Linked DNA regions of Pan troglodytes: region 1 is linked to region 2. The links are chromatin contacts, called in public HiChIP or PLAC-seq maps. All regions are on one chromosome and are shown on one strand. Each heading gives the region's core, a stretch centred on a gene start, on an enhancer-like site or on the middle of the called end of the contact. The rest is flanking DNA. Distances are from core to core; before and after follow the strand shown.

Region 1 (5,377 bases), core at 2,701-5,200, 230 kb before region 2:
CCTGACCTCGTGATCCACCTGCCTCAGTCTCCCAAAGTGCTGCGATTACAGGCGTGAGCCACTGCACCTGGCCAGCCATTTCTGTTCACTTATGCAACAGTTCCCTTTCTCCCAGGCAGGCTTAAAACTTTAAAAGCAAAGTTAGAATCTTTTTCTTAAGCTTGTAGTGACTCTCCCCTCCAACCCCTCATGCTCAGCCCAGTACTACGAACACAGCACATATTTGTTGTCATATCAAAATAGCCCCAGATTGTGTAAAATATTTTATTCCCCTTCAGACATATTTTTTAAAAAGAAATGTGAGCTTATCTCCTGGATATAACCACTCAAAAGGAGAGATGAGTGCATCTAAATCACGAAAGAAATCCTACAGAGGCCTTCTGCGGAAGCATGTTCAACATTAATTAGAGTAAATACCAGCCAACTGAGGCTTATGCGTTTAAATGATGGTGATGAAAATCACCAGCTTAGCAGTTCAGAGGAAAACAGGAAAGGTTTCTACTAAGGGGAATGATTAACTGAATCCCTACAGAGAAACCGAAAACAATGAAAATCAGAAAGGACATCACATTGTATATGTTTGTAAATTTGATCCTATACACTCTGACTTTTAATCCACTCCCATCAATCAATAAATTATTCTCACTGAGGAAAAATATGTAAGCAATTGTTGAAACAGAGTTCAAAAAGGCTAGGTTAAACATGCAATGAAGGAATATGAGAACAATACTTTAGATTGCAAAAGAGGAGCTAGTTGACTAGAGTTCTGCATTTCAGAGGCAGAATAGTGCAAGAGGAGGTTGCAAATGTGGGCCCAAGGGAGCTGATCCTGGATTTGCATCCTGGTGGTGCCAGGGAGAGGCCATGTGACTCAGATAAATGCCCTAATCCCTCAGCTTTGAAGTGAGGAGTGTTAACAGTGATTCCCTAAATATAAAATCATTGTGAGGAATTGATGAAAGAATACAAAAAGAGTTCCCACCATAGGATTGGGCTAAATCTAAGGGCAGAATGAGGATTATTGTTTTTAATTAATGACAGTTATTGTTAAGAATTATTAAAACTCTACTTTTGTTTCTGAAAAAATGGAAATACAACTTAGTTTTAAAATTTCCATTTTATGTCCTCTGAAGAAATATGACATTCCCTTCATAATAGAGAATAGAAGTTCCATTACATTGGGGTTCTTACTTTTAAAATAAAACAGTGGATTTTTAGATATACATATGTAGAAGCTATTTAAATTGTATGAATAAATCTGTAGGGTTAAGGATATGGAAAATAATTTAAGCTTGATTTTCTTTCTTTCCTCTCTCCTTCCCTTCTTCACTTTCCTCCGTCCCTCCCCCTCTCTTCCTCCTACCCTTCCTGCATTCCTTTAACAAGATATACAAATGCATGTATATGGGGTATGTGAAAGTAAGACATTTATAGAGAGTGTGTCAAGCAGGTGTTATGGAAAGTTCAGGAAGAGAAATTTCAGAGCCCTGGGTTTCAACCCTGGCTCATAGTAGATATGTCAGGCAGATCACTTAACCATCTCTCATCTGTAAAACAAAGGGCCTGGTAGATAATGGGTAAGGCTTAAGTACTAGATTTTTATATTTGAAGAGCCATAACAGATATACAATTCAAATGTGTTGTTAACAATGATCCCGTCTTTCTTTTTTTCTTTTTCTTTTTTTCTTTTGAGACGGAGTCTCGCTCTGTCGCCCAGGCTGCAGTGCAGTGGCACAATCTCGGCTCACTGCAAGTTCCGCCTCCCGGGTTCACGCCATTCTCCTGCCTCAGCCTCCCGAGTAGCTGGGACTACAGGCGCCCGCCACCACGCCTGGCTACTTTTTTGTATTTTTAGTACAGACGGGGTTTCACCGTGTTAGCCAGGATGGTCTACGATCTCCTGACCTCGTGATCTGCCTGCTTTGGCCTCCCAAAGTGCTGGGATTACAGGCTTGAGCTACCGCGCCCAGCCAAAAACGATCCCGTCTTTTTAATAGTAAGTCCAATCTGTGGGAAAAGAGTGAAACATGATTCAATTTTGAAATGACATTTTACATTTTGATTAGATTTCTTGATTCAAGCATTTTGTTACATTCTAACTTACAAAACCAGAGCTGGCTTTATAAGTGTGTGACCTGTGCAACTGTGTGTTTAGGAGGGCTCCACAATCGATTTAACGTTGTGTTGTTGCCATCTTGAAATTCTTAATGATTTTTGAACAGAAGGCCCTGCCTTTTCATTTTGCATTGTGCCCTGCAAATTTTGTAGCTGGTTCTGGCTACTACTTCTAATTTATAGTTTAATTTCTAGGTCCGGGATTCTCTCCTGTTTTAGTTAGAAATCCACATGGATCGCTTTCCTCTGCACCCATTCTCAGTGTTTATGTTGATATAAAACTAGCAAAGGCTGCCTGCTAAGACTGCCAGACTGTAGGATGCGCTGCCAACTGAGCGCAGGACGCGCAGTGCCCTCCTTGGGCTTCAAAGGGCAGGGGCTCCATCCTTCAGCCTCAGCCATCTGTACTGTAGTGGCCTGAGCTTCTGTCACTGGCAATTCCCACATCAACGCAATGTTTGTAATAATAGTCCAGCAGACTGCGTGGAGGACTCGGTGAGAGAATAAATAGTCCTCTGAAAACTAGAGGTTATCAGTCACCTCAAGGATGATACCCATCCTGTGAAAACCCACGGCTCCCATGCACCCCCTCTTCTTGCTGGTGTTGAGTATTTGCTCAAGTCCTGCCCTAATTTCCTTCAAGCAAATGCTTGATGGCCCAGTAACAACAGTCTCTACAGGGCAGTAAAAAGGAACTATTCAGAGAGAGCCTCTGAGTCCTATTAATGCTTGTGAAGATGATTCAACTTCAGAAAACACTTCTGACCTCTTAGCGTGTGCTGTCTGTCCTCCATCCAGGCGCTGAGGGCACAGCAGCGAGCAAACACAATGACAATGAGATAATTACAATTTATCATGGTGGCCCAGACATCGTGGGTTTACTCCCTGGCCTCTAATAGTCACCTCGCAGAGCTGATGTGAGGATGTGAGGAGATAATAAGCGCCTGGGCATTGAAAGACCTACTTTGCGGGAGTATGCGCAAGGTGCAATACAAGCACACGATTTAAAAAAAAGGCAAGTTGTTCCTGAAAATGCATAGAGGTATTTTCCCCAATAGGAGCAGCTTAAATGCAAACAAACAGAGGAAGAAATTTAAGTTATTTATCTTTTCTGCTAATTTCCAAACAACAGAACGTGACATCCAGCACAGCGTCACTCCCTAGACCTGCAACCGAGGGGAATGCTAGTGGTTAGACATGCCAACAGCGAAAAAAGCCTGTGCTCACTCCAGTGCTGGCCGCTTCTGACTGTCCAGTGCTTCTCGGGGCGCGCTCCCTCTTTCTCTTCCCACGCCCGCCTAGTCCCAGCGACCGAGGGAGGTTGCACCCGGGCGACCCTCCCCCAGCCCCGGGCTCCCGCGTAATCCCAGCCCGGCTTGGAAAGGAAGCGGGCGTGGCAAGTAGAGGCAGGGCCGGGCCACGGTGGGCAGGGCACAAGGGCGGGGCTATAGCCTAACTGCGCCGCCAAGGCTGCTGCTGGGTTTGGAAAGGAAGCGGGAGCGGTAGGGAGAGGACGGGTCGGGCAGAGCTGTGGGAGGGGAAAAGGGCGGGGCCATGGATGGGCCACGTGCCTTCTTAGGTGGAGTCCGGGGCTCGGCAGGGAGAGGCGGGGCCAAGCTGAGGTGGGTGGAGAAAGAGGGCGTGTCCATGGCCTAGCTACGCCGCTGAGGCTGCTGCCGGGTTTGGAAAGGAAGCGGGAATGGCAGGGAGAGGCGGGATCAGGCTGAGGTGGGCGGGGAGTCGGCGGCGGAGCCATGAGTGGGCCTCGTCCCGGCTTAGATGGAGCCCGGGGCGCGCGGGGAGAGGCGGGACCTAGCCGAGGTGGGTGTGGCGTGGGGCGGGGCAATGGCGGGGCGGGGTTCGCCGCTCCCTGGGGCCCAGCCCAGCCACTCGATCAGCCCGCCGGCTCCGGAGCGGCTCTGCCTTCCCGAGCGCGGGACGCGGCGCCCTGGGGGAGGAGGGCAAAGCGACGCGGCGATGGCTCCGCGGGCACTCCCGGGGTCCGCCGTCCTAGCCGCTGCTGTCTTCGTGGGAGGCGCCGTGAGTTCGCCGCTGGTGGCTCCGGGTGAGTGTCCGGTCGGAGCCGGGGCGCCGGGTGCTGAGCCCGGTCCCGGGAGCGCGGAAGGAAGCGAGGGGTCGGGACGGCAGCCCCGCGGCGTCCCGAGGAGCCTGCTTTCTGGCACAGCCGCGGGATCCCGGCGCTGAACAACTGGCTGTCCCGCGGCGGTCCGGGCAGGGCGCGGTGCGTGGCAACGGCTCCCGTCCCTCCCCTCCCGCGGGCCCCGCTCCTGCCTTCCCTCCCTGGGGCCTCCCCCGAGGATCTGTGTTCCCCAGCCCTGGGCTGTGCGGGGCGTAGGGACCAGGCCTTCTTCGGGGGCGCTTCCTCCACGGCCGCTCGCCTCGGAACCCCGCGGACCCCTTTCCCGCCGCCCTTGTCCTCAAAGGCGCCGCGAGCGCAAGATCGTGACACAGAGCACCGGGTGCGCTGTCGGCGCCTCCTTCTCCCTTTTAAATACCTTAAAATATCCTAAAACCTGGAGGACTTTGAATCTCTTTCCACGTTTCCATTTATTTGGGTGGTTGATGGATTCTTGTAACAGGTCAAGGAGTCCACATTTCTTCCCATATATCCTGTATAAATCAGGCTCGGAAAAAGGGAAGGCGCGTTGGTAAACTTACATTTTTTTCTTCTTTTTGTTGATTCCTGTCGTCACGAAAGGAACCTTGTGTGGTCAGGGCAGGAAGCCACCAACAGAGATGCTAAAGTGTCACCAACGATGAAGCAGTTTTTAATTGAAATCAATCTTAAGAGGAGGTGTAAGTTTTATGGAAGTCCTATGTCACATCCTTGCTTTTATAATTACAGACACTAGGGATTCCTTACCACCGCTTCCCCTCTTAATTGCCACCTAACAGCTGCAGTTAAAAAAAAAAGCATACTTACTTGGCCATTTGGGGTTACTACAGCTGGGAATCTGACGTCAGCAAGCTCTTCCAAGCTTGATTTCAGGGGTGGTTCCTCCTCAGGCCCAAATAATAAGCAACTGGAAGCCTTTCAACAGTGACTGTCTCCTCCATAAACATCCATAAACTCTTCCTCCTGAGAACATTTCAGTCGCTTACAACTTTTACACTGACTTAGCAGTTTGGCCTTCACTTTTTCATAGAAACCAGAGCAGGTTGGAAGGGAAGGAGATGGATAATATTGTCTCCTGAGTCTTTTTAGCAGGCCCGTATTTCCGTTAGCCATCCACCTGGGGAA
Region 2 (5,235 bases), core at 823-3,322:
AGATTCAGGGTTATCAGAAAAATTGTGTAACTAGGGGAATGTGAAACACAGTCTAGGGAGAGGAAACCTAGCTACTGGGAGGCTGGTATTCAATTATTTGGAAACTGGTGTCTATTCCAAGAAGCACAGTGAATGGGCTTCCGGGCACCAAGAGCGGGCTGTTCTAGGAGGAAAGGGGCCGGCCCTACCTGTGCTCTGCCCTTGGGCTGCAAATGGATTCTGGCCGGAGCTTAGCCAGGTTGTATTTCCGGCTCAGAGAGGGTCTGGGTGGGACGTCAAGGGAATCATTCCATGTTTAGGATAATGGAACATGTTGAGTTGGTATGCAAGTTTTTGTCTTCAATCCCAGATATCCAAAAAGCTCTTTGAAACACAGGAAAGATTGGCCCTATTTCTCTTTAGGTATCATTATTTATCTCAATCTCCGGAGCCATTGAGGACCAAGATCATACTTGCTGAATAAATGCACGGAACAGGATCAGAGGATAGACACAGAATGGGCCAAGAAGAGAAGTAAGCCACACCTTCCCTTCCTGTCTCAGCATCTGTTCCATTTCTGCTCAGTGACCCAGGCAGCTTGCTGTTAGCTGACTCTTCACACTTTAGGGAAATACAAATAACTCCAGAACTTAACTTTACCTTTGAGCTTCAAATTGTTTCAATTATGTACCTTGTTTCAATTATCTGCCTCCTGACAGTGTTTCACAGCTGGGACCAGTAAGGTGGTCTATGATCTTTAACATCTGTCTTATCCTTCCTAAAATAGTATCAACTGAAGGATTAAATGGGGAAGGGGGAGGGGTAGGCAGCAAATATAGACTCTATTATGTTTAAAAGCAGTAACCCCTTTCCATTTCTTTCTCATTCAACTCTCAAATGCTTCTCTTCTTTTCTCTAGATATTATTCCTCATAAGAGCTTGCTTGATTGCAACCACCAAGGACATCCGCAAACCAGGGCAAGAAGGACCATCAGTAATTCTTTCCCATAAATAGTGACAGGAAGAAAATAAACGCCCTATTCTTCAATGATTTGAACCACCTCTGGAGCACGAACTTCCTCTAAATTCACAGGGCAAATATCCATCATGGGGCAGGTATCTATGCTGCCATGGAAAGTAACATAAAATGTACTAAGTCATCACAGGGAGTTTTAATTTTGTTTTTAAGGTCAATTGCCATGCTGGGGTAAAAAGCAATGATCCTTGCCTTTTATCACCGGAAAAATTCTTCACCAGTACTTTGTGAAAATCTCGCCTCATCAGGGCTGCCAAGGTCAATGCAACCTAAGTAACCAAGCTGGGAGATGCTTGCCTAATTATTAAATATTTAGCAAACAGTTTGTGACTATTTAACTGTTTGCACCTGGCACCCTCTTTTCACTACGTGAGGCCTCCTGGCACCCTGACCTCTTCCCCCACCCCTACCCACTGCCCAGGCCGCCAGCACCCCTGGGGGGCAAATACCGGGACCCAAGGGCATTTCAAAGAAACAGCAGAGGTCACATTCCATTTCCTTTTTATTAAAAAACATACTTAAAATGGGGGAGGAGGGCACAGATCTAAGGTAAAATCTCTTGCAGTTTTTTCAAGTTCGCATGCACCGTTGAAAGTTCATTAGTTAGGGATTTAAAAGCAAAAATGTTTCACACAACCAATTAAACGCCAAGCTTTACAAACGCCTTGGTCTTTGGTTTTGAGAATCTGTAAAAGTCCGCCTCCCCCCACCCGAGTTTTGCCTCTTTTAGAGCCCCTTTGTTGAATTACGTGACTTTTCCCGAAGTCATCAAACTTTGAATTGCGTCTCTAATTTTCTTTTTTTTCAGGGCAAAAGCAAATCAAGAAATTAAACTTAAAAGTAGGCGACTCGCAGAGAAGTGGGGGAAAGCTCGCCCCAAAGCCAAGTTCCGCAGGACTAAAGCCCTCTTTGCGCGCGCGGGGCGGGGGATTGTCCCTACCTGGGGCCAGACGGCGGCGGCGGCGGCGGCGGGGTCCCGGCGCCCATGGCTTCGCCGGCCTCGGGCAGCCGCGCCGGGAAACGCTAGCGGCTCCGCGCTGCCCTGAGCCCGCCGAGCTCGCAGCGGCCGCCCCAGCGCTGTCATTGGGCCCGCGCGTCACGTGGCCCGGGCTGCGGGTGAGCCTTCCCGACACGCGTAACCCTTTACCTGCACGCCCCGAGGATGCGGCGGGGCTAGGGCTCGAAACCCTGGAGTACGATGTCCGACATCCCCGGGGCCGGGGTGGCAGTCCCGGGCGCACTGAAGCAGAAAATCCACGCGCTTGTTGGCCTCTGAGCACAAACGACCGCGCCAACCGCCTGCCATCACGGGAAACTCCGTGGTGCTTACTCCAATGTTGCGCTGGAGAGAAGGGAGCTTCCTATGATCAAGGGACTGGAGTACGGGGATACACAAAACAAATGCACCCGCTGGCAAATAGTTGTGTACTCCCAAACCCCGAGAACTTGGCATTTTTCAGTTTCCTCCTTATTTCTGGCATTCGCCGCCTAGACCTGCTGTGAGTTCCATGGCCAGCCCTGTATGAGCTACATGGACCTAGAAACAGCGGGGGCGCCACCACCACGATAAAAACCAGGGAAGTTGCACACACTCGCCTGCACCCTAAAGGCCCCAGTGGGAGTTCAATGAACTCCTGGTTCCCTGTCCCCTCCTCACCCACTCCCCCACCATCCCTTTCTTTTCCTGAGGTCTTAGGACATTGGCCACAAGACTGCATCCAATCTACTGAGTTCCACATTCGTAGCTGTTACAATCCATATACCTAAGGCGGGTGGAGAACTGACTCTGCTTAAGGACTGGACATTCTTTTCACCTGTGCTCCAAAGCGAATGCTGGGCTTGCCAAAAAAAAGTGTTAAGCAACTGCGCCACCTAGCTTACCCTCTTCTCTCTTCTCTCTTCTTTTCAACTCATCCAGCAAGAGAATAAAATAGGATATTGGAGAGGCATCTGGACAGAGTATTATCTAAGGATGGACATAGTGTCCTTGGGTTTTCAATGTATCTACTTTAATGATTCCAGCCCCATTCACATGATATTTGCCAGGCTTTTGAAAATTTGAAGACTCCATTTTTTGAATTCTTCTAATTTTGCAGTGCTGGGATTGCACGCTGTAAAGTGGTAGATTTTTGCAGGAAGTTATATGTGGTTTTACATCCTTTGTCACAATGAACGGCACTCATGTCCAACTTATAGTCGACACTTAATTGTCTACAGGATATTGATACATTTATCAAGTAGGTTATCTGTCCAAAAAGGAGTTGGTATTTGTATTGGGTTTCATTTTATTTATTTATTTATTATTATTTGAGACAGGGTCTGGCTGTTGCACACAGGCTGGAGTGTGATGCGATCTCAGCTTACTGCAACCTCCTCCTCTGGGGATCAAGGGATCCTCCCACCTCAGCCTCTGTAGTGCCTGGGACTACAGGCTCATGCTACCATGCTCGGCTAATTTTTGTATTATTATTATTATTATTATTATTTTTGTGGAGACTAGGGTGAGGGTGGGCTCTCCTTAACTTGCCCAGGCTGGTCTTGAACTCCTGAGGTTAAGCAATCCGCTCGCCTCGGCCTCCCAAAGTGTGGAATTGCAAGCTGAGCCACCGCGCACCCCAGCCTGCCTTAGATTTTAAAGTGCAGTTCCTAGACTAATAGCATCGGCATAATCTGAGAGAATGTAGTAAAAATGCAAATTCTTGGGACCCACCCCAGACATATTGATTCAGAAATAGTTGGGGAGGGAGGGTGAAGAAATCTGTGTTTTAGCAAGTGGTACCTACTCCAGTTTGCGAACCGTTGCTCTGAAATATGCACAAGTAGCTGGCGAAGTTCCCCTCATCTATTAAATAGTAAGGGCTGGCATTCTATAAAACTAGAGGTGCTGCTTTTATTTGTATCCCTAGATTACCAGTTTTATGTAATCTGTCATGTTGATACACTGAAACTGAACCCTCCATGTGTCCATACAACGTGTAATCTGTACTTCTCGCAGATCTCTTGGAATGCCAAATTGAGATCTGAGGGGCCCTTGTAAAACATATGGAAGAAAAACCTATGGTTTCTTGATGCACACCACGGTGAAAACACCATGATTCACTTCATTTTTTAGGTGTGCCCATGTTTTCACTGACATGTAAATTGTTCCCAGCCAATGAGTCATGAAAGATAGGAAAGCTAATTTTTTTGAGTGGATTTATCAACATGGTTCCAAATTTGTGAAAGAGTTGTAAAAAACAAACAACATTAAAAACATTATGGTATCCGTTTATGTTATAGCCCAAAAAACTCCCCACACCATATTAGGCATTGCAGTAAGGGCTCCTTGCAATCCATTGCAATCTCCTTACTGAGAAAGAAAGAACTGAGTGGGTTTTTATTTGAGTTTTCTCCATGGGATAGATAGACTATTTCTAATGGGCTAGATGGATGTCTTACTTTTAAACTCTCTAGGTCCAAGTTTGTTTTGTGATTTTCCCCCGCTTTCATCCCCTGTTCACTTTACATTTGTAATTCTATCTACTCAATTCCAATTGGAACTGGAATTATTTGAGTTTTCCCTCCCCTTCATCAAACACCTCTATCCATTAAGCCCTGAAATACATCTTGAATTGCCCCTACTCTAAGCAGGTTCTAAGATCAGGTTCTAACACTTTCTAACTGAGATCATGGCCATGGTCTTTACTGGTCTCCCAGCTTCTGATCTCTTCCATCTGAAAGCCATCTGACAAAGTAACTGCCCTTCCCCAAAACTTTTTTTCCCAGCTCCCTGTTGAAACCAGCGCAATTTTCCAACAAGCCAAATGCCCATAGCACTGAAGCTTGAGAAACTTACACCTGCTGCCTGTTGACCAATTCCTCTTCCTTAACCCTCCCTAATTCCTGTTTTCCTATAGGAGGTTACAGTGAGATGCTAGACACCTGCTGCCTATTGAGCAACTCCTCTTCCTTGCCCTGCCTGTTTTCTCCCCCCATATAAACCCCAACTTTAGCCAGGGGAGATTCAGATTTGAGTCTTGTCTCCTGTCTCTGGCTGATATCACCCATAATAAAGCCTTGTTCCCTGACAATACGCATTGCCTTAGTGATTGGCTTTCTGTGTAGTGAGCAACAGGACCTAGGCTGGGCCCCTGGCTTTCAGTGACACTATTGACTACTGAATAAAGTCTAAAATCCCAACAGCATTTGAAGTCGCCTGAAATATGCTTCAATGCCCATTT

What was found. HiChIP or PLAC-seq counts read pairs in DNA pulled down with a chosen protein or histone mark.
Region 1: a contact with region 2 is called in an H3K4me3 HiChIP or PLAC-seq map of stem cell-derived excitatory neurons, with 3 times the contacts expected there. The contact joins the promoter of RELL1 here to the promoter of C4H4orf19 in region 2. A contact is called at or near these places in 1 of 7 Hi-C or Micro-C datasets (stem cell-derived neural progenitor cells) and 1 of 1 datasets of contacts at active chromatin or transcription factors (stem cell-derived excitatory neurons).

What each region holds. Positions count from the first base shown.
Region 1 is chr3:38,007,356-38,012,732 of NHGRI_mPanTro3-v2.0_pri, reverse strand. It overlaps RELL1 (RELT like 1), which reads left to right and starts at 3,950. Exons shown (of 7, transcript XM_016951441.3): 1 at 3,950-4,180. The coding sequence starts at 3,961.
Region 2 is chr3:37,775,017-37,780,251 of NHGRI_mPanTro3-v2.0_pri, reverse strand. It overlaps C4H4orf19 (chromosome 4 C4orf19 homolog), which reads right to left and starts at 2,072. Exons shown (of 4, transcript XM_001135649.6): 1 at 1,956-2,072. It overlaps LOC129143839 (a long non-coding RNA gene), which reads left to right. Exons shown (of 3, transcript XR_008547759.1): 2 at 403-513; 3 at 899-1,244.